2 separate regions of the Mus musculus genome follow, and region 2 is linked to region 1. Evidence: chromatin contacts called from public Hi-C data. All regions are on one chromosome and are shown on one strand. The core of a region is the stretch at or near the end of the contact, and the rest is flanking DNA. Distances in the headings are between cores, read along the strand shown.

The links. A called contact is a pair of places that touch in the nucleus more often than the background predicts.
Region 2: a Hi-C map of CD8 T cells shows a contact between it and region 1, with 2.6 times the contacts expected there. The contact joins two enhancer-like sites. A contact is called at or near these places in 9 of 484 Hi-C or Micro-C datasets (CD4 T cells, CD8 T cells, the HL-1 cell line and 3 more), 2 of 115 datasets of contacts at active chromatin or transcription factors (hepatocytes and neural tube) and 1 of 9 other capture datasets (pancreatic islet).

What each region holds. Positions count from the first base shown.
Region 1 is chr13:24,784,492-24,788,334 of GRCm38.p6, reverse strand. No RefSeq gene overlaps it. Among named protein-coding and RNA genes, the nearest start is that of BC005537, 15 kb to the left of the region's middle. Within about 2 kb of position 2,009, at least 121 of the 459 cell types and tissues checked have an H3K27ac peak or open chromatin away from gene starts, as enhancers often do. A contact at or near this core is called in CD8 T cells, where this site is marked.
Region 2 is chr13:24,918,932-24,922,774 of GRCm38.p6, reverse strand. Aldh5a1 (aldhehyde dehydrogenase family 5, subfamily A1) reads left to right here. Exons shown (of 10, transcript NM_172532.3): 5 at 2,953-3,096. Among named protein-coding and RNA genes, the nearest start is that of 4932702P03Rik, 15 kb to the right of the region's middle. Within about 2 kb of position 2,219, at least 27 of the 459 cell types and tissues checked have an H3K27ac peak or open chromatin away from gene starts, as enhancers often do. A contact at or near this core is called in CD8 T cells, where this site is marked.

The sequences.
Region 1 (3,843 bases), core at 760-3,259:
GTTACGGGTGGTTGCGAGCCACCATATGGTTGCTGGGATTTGAACTCTGGACCTTCGGAAGAGCAGTCGGCACTCTTAACCACTGAGCCATCTTGTCAGCCCCTCTTTTTTTTTTTTTTTTAATTATTATATGTAAGTACACTGTAACTGTCTTCAGACATGCCAGAAGTGGGTGTCAGATTTCATTACGCATGGTTGTGAGCCACCGCGTGGTTGCTGGGATTTGAACTCAGGACCTTTGGAAGAGCAGTCAGATCTCTTAACTGCTGAGCCATCTCACCAGCCCCAGGATTCTGTCTTGAAGTAAAAGAATACTTTTCCTTTCTAGACAGACCCTAGCTTTCCTGATATACTTGACCTTTGAGCCCAAGGTCAGGGGGATGCAGCTTGGTTTTGTTTGTTTGTTTCTTTCTTCCTGGCAACCTCCGTGTGTGTGTGTGTGTGTGTGTGTGTGTGTGTGTGTGTGTGTGTGTGTGTGTGTGGCATAGCAGGACATCACCTGGTGAGGATTAGGGAACTCCCAAGAACAGAACATTTTTTTCTTTCTGCATTTACTTGCCTAGGATTTTATTCCATACTTCATTTCACACTTATTTCTGAAAATAATTTTGTCATATGGTGTGTGTGCGTATTCCTGCTAAAAATAATCCACCCTGTGTAGTGTAGATGATACACGCCTAGGAACACATCTTCTGCATGCCCGGGAAACCTTCTTCTGGCTTCCCATGTGCAGCCCATGCTTTCCTCGTAGGCTGTCTTTCCCTGGTCCCTCAACCTTTCCCATCTACGGGCTCTTTTCTAGCACCATTTAAACACTCACACCTTTTCCCTCTTGGTTTGCCAGACTTTATTTTTCAGTGCTGGGACTGAACCCACAGAGTTAGTTTTCTGACTCCACAGAAGCGCATGCTACTCCTTTCCTGACCTACTGCGTGAGACCTATCAGACCACTAAATCTCCCTTAGTCGATCTGACAGCAGGTTCTTATTGATAAAGGAATAGATATATTTATATGTACTTCTTTTATTTTTGCAGGGGATTGGAAGCAGGGCTTTGTGCATGCTAGGTGAACATTTTCCCACTAAGTTATATCCCTGGCTCTCATTTTAGTTTTGTAGACAGTCTCACTAAGTTGCCCAGGTTGGCCTTGAACTCATGCTTTAGCCCAGGTGTGCAGTGAACTTTCAGTCCTCCTGCCTGAGCCTCCCAGGTCGATGAATTAAAAGCCTGCACCAACAGGTCATGCCATATTGCTTAATTTTTTATCATTAACCAACACTTAGATCCTAAGATGCTTGCTTTCAGCTCAGCATAGTGGCACACACCTTTGATTCTAGCACTCTGTAGGCAGAGGCAGGCAGATCTCTGAGAGTTCAAGGCTAGCCTGGTATACACAGTAAGATCCAGGACAGCCAGAACTACATAGTGAGACCCTGTCTCAGAAAACAAAACAAAACATGCTTCCTTTCAAGATGCCAGTGCTGTCCTGCTGTCCTGCTGTCCTGCTGTCCTGCTGTCCTGGTTTGATTGTTTTACAGCCCTTCCTGTCAATGATCTTCACAAGTAGGTCCTGGGTCTTCTGTCAAATCTCCCTAAATTATCCATCTTTGCAGCAAGGACAGCAAGACTCCAAATGTAGAGGGATTTGTTCAAGCTTGCATTGGGTGATACCACCTATCAGACTAAGGCACAAACTAGCCTTATTCTGTGTAATATCTAAATCGGTCTATTTCATGCTTGTTGTGTGGGGCACTGGGGATACCGGGCATTAAGATGCTATCTTGCCTCCTCCTCTGCCTCTTGCAATCTGTTTACCCTTTCCTGCCCCTTGCCTGCCCAGCTCCATCACACATCAATGATTTGTTGATGGCTCACTGCATCTAGAAGAGTTTTCTTGATCCTAGGCCTGTGTAGGCTCCTCCTCCTCCTGAATTCTCTGCTGTGCCTTGTGACAGTTCATTTTCATGGTCGACTTCACCGGATTTAGATTCACCTCAGTGACTCATCCTAGGGTGGGTGGGGGAAGGTGCTCGCTGAGCGGTTGGCTGAGAGGACACCACTTACCCTGGGTGACACCTTCCTTGGCGGGAGTCCTAGACTGAATGAAACAGGACAAAGGAACAAGTGAGCTCGGAAGCAGCATTCATCTGTCGTCTGTGGATGAAATGCACCCGCTTTCCTCACAGGCTGTCGCCACATGCAGACTGTGCTCTCCTCTGCCCTCCCCACGTGCTCTCCTCTGCCCTCCCCACCTCCCTAAGTCCCCTTCGTCAGGTGTTTTGCCACAGCAGTGAGAGAAGTAACTCCCACATCCTCTTCCTATTTTCTTTCATTTCTCACATCTTCTGGCGACCCCTCACTTCTCCTCTTCCCATGAGGCCTTTCTTTCTAAGTCTCGAGGTTGGCTCTCTAGTTTAGTCAAAAAGTAGAACCACCACTGTCTCCATTGCATTTCTGTTGCTGTGTTAAAAACCCAGACCCCCCCCCAAAAAAAATCGACTTAGGGGAAGAAGAGTTTATTTAGCTCCCAATTTCAGGTTACACCCCAATTGTAGCAGAGATGTGAAGGCGGAAACTTGAGGCAGCTAGTCCCATGACATCCACAGTCAAGAGCAGAGGGAAATAAATGCATGCTTCCTGTTCATTTATTTGTTCTTATACAACCCGGCACCCAAAAGCAGGGATGTGACACCCACTTTTGGGTCCAGTCTTACAGCAGTTAAAAGCAAGCAATCGAGACAATCACTCACAGACATGCCCACAGGCCATCCTGATCTTCACAATTCCTCCTGGGAACCCTCTTCCCAAGCGATTCTGAGTTGTGTAAAGTAGACAGTTAAAGTTGGCCATCACAGCCGGGGTAACAGGAGTCAAAGTAAACCTTCCATTTCCTCAGGGTGTGGTCCTTAGTGTGCCCATGGAGGCCAGCAGAACCATGGGCGTGGTCCTTAGTGTGCCCATGGAGGCCAGCAGAACCATCTTCAAAACTCATAGTCCCAACACCTGGCATGAGGGTTTTACTAAGAATTTGTTTGCTTTATGAATAAGGAGAAAAATGAGACACTTCACATTAAATATTTGAATTGATACTTGAGAAGTGTTATCTTCTCAAGCAAAGAAAAAAAAATTACTACAGGAGCCTTATTCTGTGTGGAGGTAGACGAGAAGCCTACTGTCTACCCCATCCAATCTGCTCATTCTGTTTGCTTTAATACAGTCCATGTTTAGGGAGACAGACTAAAATCCAGTCATCTTTGTTATTGAACTTCTAAGGGACAAGCTGGTTGTGGTGATGCGTGTCTGAATTCCTGACACCTGGGAGGCAGGAGCAGGAGGATGCAGAGGTGAAAGCCAACATGGGCCGCAGAAGGAACTCAAGGCCAGCCTGAACTTGTGAGGCACTGCCTCAAACAATAGTTTGAAAGAATACTGTCTAGCTATGAACTAAAGTTAAGTTTGGTCAACAGATGAGATAAACTCAATGCAGAAGGTTAAATGGATGAGTCTCTCAAATCCTGCTTTTAATTTAGACAGAGTCTTTCAAAGATCTGCTTTTAATTTAGACAGCATTGTTACCTAGTGAGAAGGGGGGATTATTGTGATAGAGAGAGGTCACTAAATTATTGTGAATAAGTTTGTAAAGATTTTATTTATCTATATATTGATTTTTTACAGACAAGGTAGTGCACGCCTTTAATCCCAGTGCTCAGGATGTAATGTAGGCAGTTATATGTTAGTTTCAGGCCAGTCTGCTCTACATAGCAAGTCAGTTAGGTATACCTAATGAGGCCAGTCTCAAGACAACAGAAAAGAAAGGCTAGAAAAAAGCCCACGTCTATATGT
Region 2 (3,843 bases), core at 970-3,469, 130 kb before region 1:
ATTCATTACTGTCAATTTTATGCTTTGCTCTTGTCAACCATCTTCTGTCTTCACTGGGATTCTACATCCAGCCTGAATTCACGTAAGAACTAAGTGTCACCAACCTGGTGGAACAAGCCTTATATCCCAGCTATTCAGGAGACTGAGGCAAGAGATCTCAAAGTTCAAGGCCCGCCTAAGCAACTTAGAGTAGCACCATGGTTATTTGAATGGGAAGAGTTCCCCGTAGGCTTGGTCGTTCTGTCTGCTCCTCTCTGTTTCTGTGGACAGTGTTACTGTGCATCGTGCATCCTAGCCTCCTGCCTCGATGGACTGCATCTCTGCTCAACCTGTAGCCGAGATAAACCTGCCTTCCTCAAACTGCTTCTTGTTGGGATTTGATCGCAATGAGGAAGACATATCTCAAAACAACAAGTAAAACCTCGAGCTGGAGAGATAGCCAAGGGGGAGAGTTCTTGCTTAGTACGTGTGAGGCCACGGGTTCAATCCCTAACACCACGGAAACCAGGTCTATATGCCCAAGGCCGCAACCAATATATGCTTGCTCCATCCTCTCCCTCCTTGTCCAGACTTAGTTCTGTAAGGACCTGTGGTTTGCACACTTCTAGTCCTTCCTTAGCTGATGTCTTTCTGGTTGTTTTGTTCTTGGACCTTTGTGTTAGCCAGCTCCCTGTCACTATAATGAAATGCCTGAGTTAATAGCTTATGAAGAGGAAAGGTCTACTTTATCCATAGGTTTTGGAGGTTCCAGGCTATGATCCCTGCACCTTTGTGCCTATGGTAAAACAGCACATCATGGTAAGAACAGTGTGGCAAAGGTAACTGTCCACCTCACAGCCCCAAAGCAAAAGAAAGAGGAAACGCTTGGCTCCACGATGCCCTTTGGAGGGGTCTGAACTCCTTTTCTTGTTGCTGTGACAGATGTCTGACAGGGGCATGGAAGGAGACTTGTAGCTTTAGGGGATGCAGTTCATCATGGCCCTGAAGTCATGTCCTCAGGAGCCTGAGGTAACCTGTTGAGTTAGGTTTGCAGTCAGGAGGCAAAATCAAGTGAATGGCGTTCTCAGCTGGCTTCCTGTTTTCCTCTTTTGACTGGGTCTGCGGACCCCAGCCCACAGGTGACGAGTGTCTCCTGTGCTCGGTCACATGTCTCCTAGGCTGTCCTGTACATCAGCAATGAATGTCATCACAGGGAGCAAGCCTTTGGTGATCTAAAGACCAGGGGCTAAGCCACTACACTTGAAGCCTTCGCTTGGGAGGCGGAGGCAGAAAGATTGATGTCAGCCTGGCTACCCAGGAAGAGCCTGTCGCAAACTAAACAAACAAGCAGAAGGCCTGCCTCCATTGGTACCCACCCCTCTTGACTTCCTGTGGTAGCACCCTGACAGAAAGCAGCCAACACAAAGGTTTTGTGGGTTACTTTTTCTTTCTCATGTTCTTGTAGCTTGGTGGTCATTTCTGATTTTTTTTTAAACTCTCAATTTTTTTTATTGTATTCTCTCTAATTATTCTGACTTACAGGTTTGCATCTGCATTTTTCCAGGTGGTCTGCCTGTGTCCCGGGGGGTCCCGTGAGCACCCATGGGCTTCCCTTGGGTCTGTCCGGGGGCGTTCTCTGGGCTCCCTCCTCACATAGGTCTTATCCCGCAGGCCTCTACCCACTTGCAGTTTCTGTCTGTGGAGAAACTTGGTCCCTCGGTCTTCTCATAAATAATGTCCTGATATTTGGATTTGCTACCACATTGCTGATTTGATTTGTTTTAATACTTTGATTAACATACAAGGACATTCGCTTCATACTTATTGTTTTTGTGAGAGATTAGTGAGATTAAAAACCTTGCTAACAAAAACAAACAAACAAAAAACCTTACTAACTACTCCAGTAATATCAGTACTGGGGAGGTTGAGGCAGGAGGATGGCCACCATTTTGAGGCTAATGAGGGCTATAGAGATCTGGGAAATTCAGGACAGACCTGCTCTAGACCCTGTCCTGGCAAGGCCCAGGTCCCCAGGTCAGGTGGCTGGGGTCAGTGGCTGCTTCCCTCCTCCCCAGATCTTCACCTCTGTTGAGTTCCTCCTGTCTGTGCCTCCCTTTCCTCAGCTCTGACCCACAGGAACTAGTGAGCAGCTTCGTGAGTTTTCTCTAGACATCCTTTCCCCGCTCCACGCTGGAGTCTACAGTCAGTCAAAAAGCTTGAGATTTGCCTCAGACTGAACAGGAGGTGGCGCTAAAGCTCTTACCTAAGACACTGTACTTGGTGGATGGAACTCACATTGCTACTTAGTTATACCCATGTATTTATTTAGGAGGCTAGGAGGGTAGTTCAGTCACAGTGTGTGCTTAGCAGAGAGAGACTGTGGCTTTAATCTTTAGCACATATGTGCGTGTGAATAGACATATACACACATAGTCACACATATACATGCACATATATGGACCTAAAAGAAGGTTTTTTATTGGTGCTGATGTTAACATATTTTTAAATCTTTAATTACATTTATATGTGTATGGGAGGGGGAACTGTACCCAAACCAGAAAAGAGTATAGGATACCCTGGAGCTGGAGGGTGGTAAGCTATGGGTGATGGGAACTAAACTCGGGTTCTCTCAAAGAGAGCCATACATGCTAATAGGCACTGAGCTGTTTATCCAGCCCATAATATATTATTGTGAGGGAATAGGGTGTCCTATAGCCCAGGCTGGCCCTGAACTCACTATGTAATCGAAGATGACCTTGAGTTTGTGATCCTCCTGCCTTTACCTCCCAAGAGTTAGAGTTATAGACGTGCACCACCAGGTCAGATTCTCTTCAGTATGGTTTTTACTGTGGCCCAAGGCAACTTATGTTTTACATTGCATTCCGGGTTAAACATGTTTACTTCTGGTTCTGTTTGTTTTGTTTTTTTTCAGTTCAATCCTTGTTATGGTGTGTTTGCTGTTTCTCTTTAAAGCTTGCAAACCAGGCGGGAATCCCTGCAGGTGTCTACAACGTCATTCCCTGCTCTAGAAACAAGGCCAAGGAAGTGGGAGAGGTCCTGTGTACCGATCCATTGGTGTCCAAAATTTCCTTTACTGGCTCAACAGCAACGGGAAAGGTATGTAATGTCAGAGCCAAACAGGTGTTACTCTAATGCTTTCTATTTACAGGGTGTGAGATTACTATTGTATGGTTTTGTTTAATTTTATTGGAGACAAGGTCTACATAGCCCTGGCTGGCCAGGAACTTGCTATGTAGACCAGGCTGGTCTTGAACTCACAGAGAGATCCACTTGTCTCTCAAGTGCTGGGATTGAAGAAATATACCACCACGCCTGGCCTGTCGTGTCATTGTTGAATTGATGGTATGGTTTAAAACTCAGGACAGTGTTAACGTTGTTCGTCTTTGCCATTGCCGCAGCCCTCAATGTCACTGTCCTTCCCCCTTTCTGTAAATAATCACTTCTACTTCCCTACTACCTTCCTAGCCATTTTTTAAATCAAATCTATCAAAATAAGAATCTGTATGCTCCAGAATACATTGCATACATGTATGAACTTCTCAAAGAATAAATACAAAGATATTTAAAACAATATATTCTCATGTTTCCTTTTTCTTATGCAAAATGATATCTAAAGCAAGGTGACTTTGTGCCTACCTTAAATTTTCATCCTTGGGTAATTTTGTAAAACAAAGGTTTTAGCTGCCTTCTATGCTGGTTTTCTGTTGTTGTAAAATACGTGAGAAAAGTAACTTAAAGGAGGAGGGATGCTTGGGGACGTTTGGCTCCTGGTATAGGAGGTTCCGTTCCTGTCCATGGTCACTTGGCTCCCTTGTTTTTATCCCTGTAGTGAGGCAGAAGTCT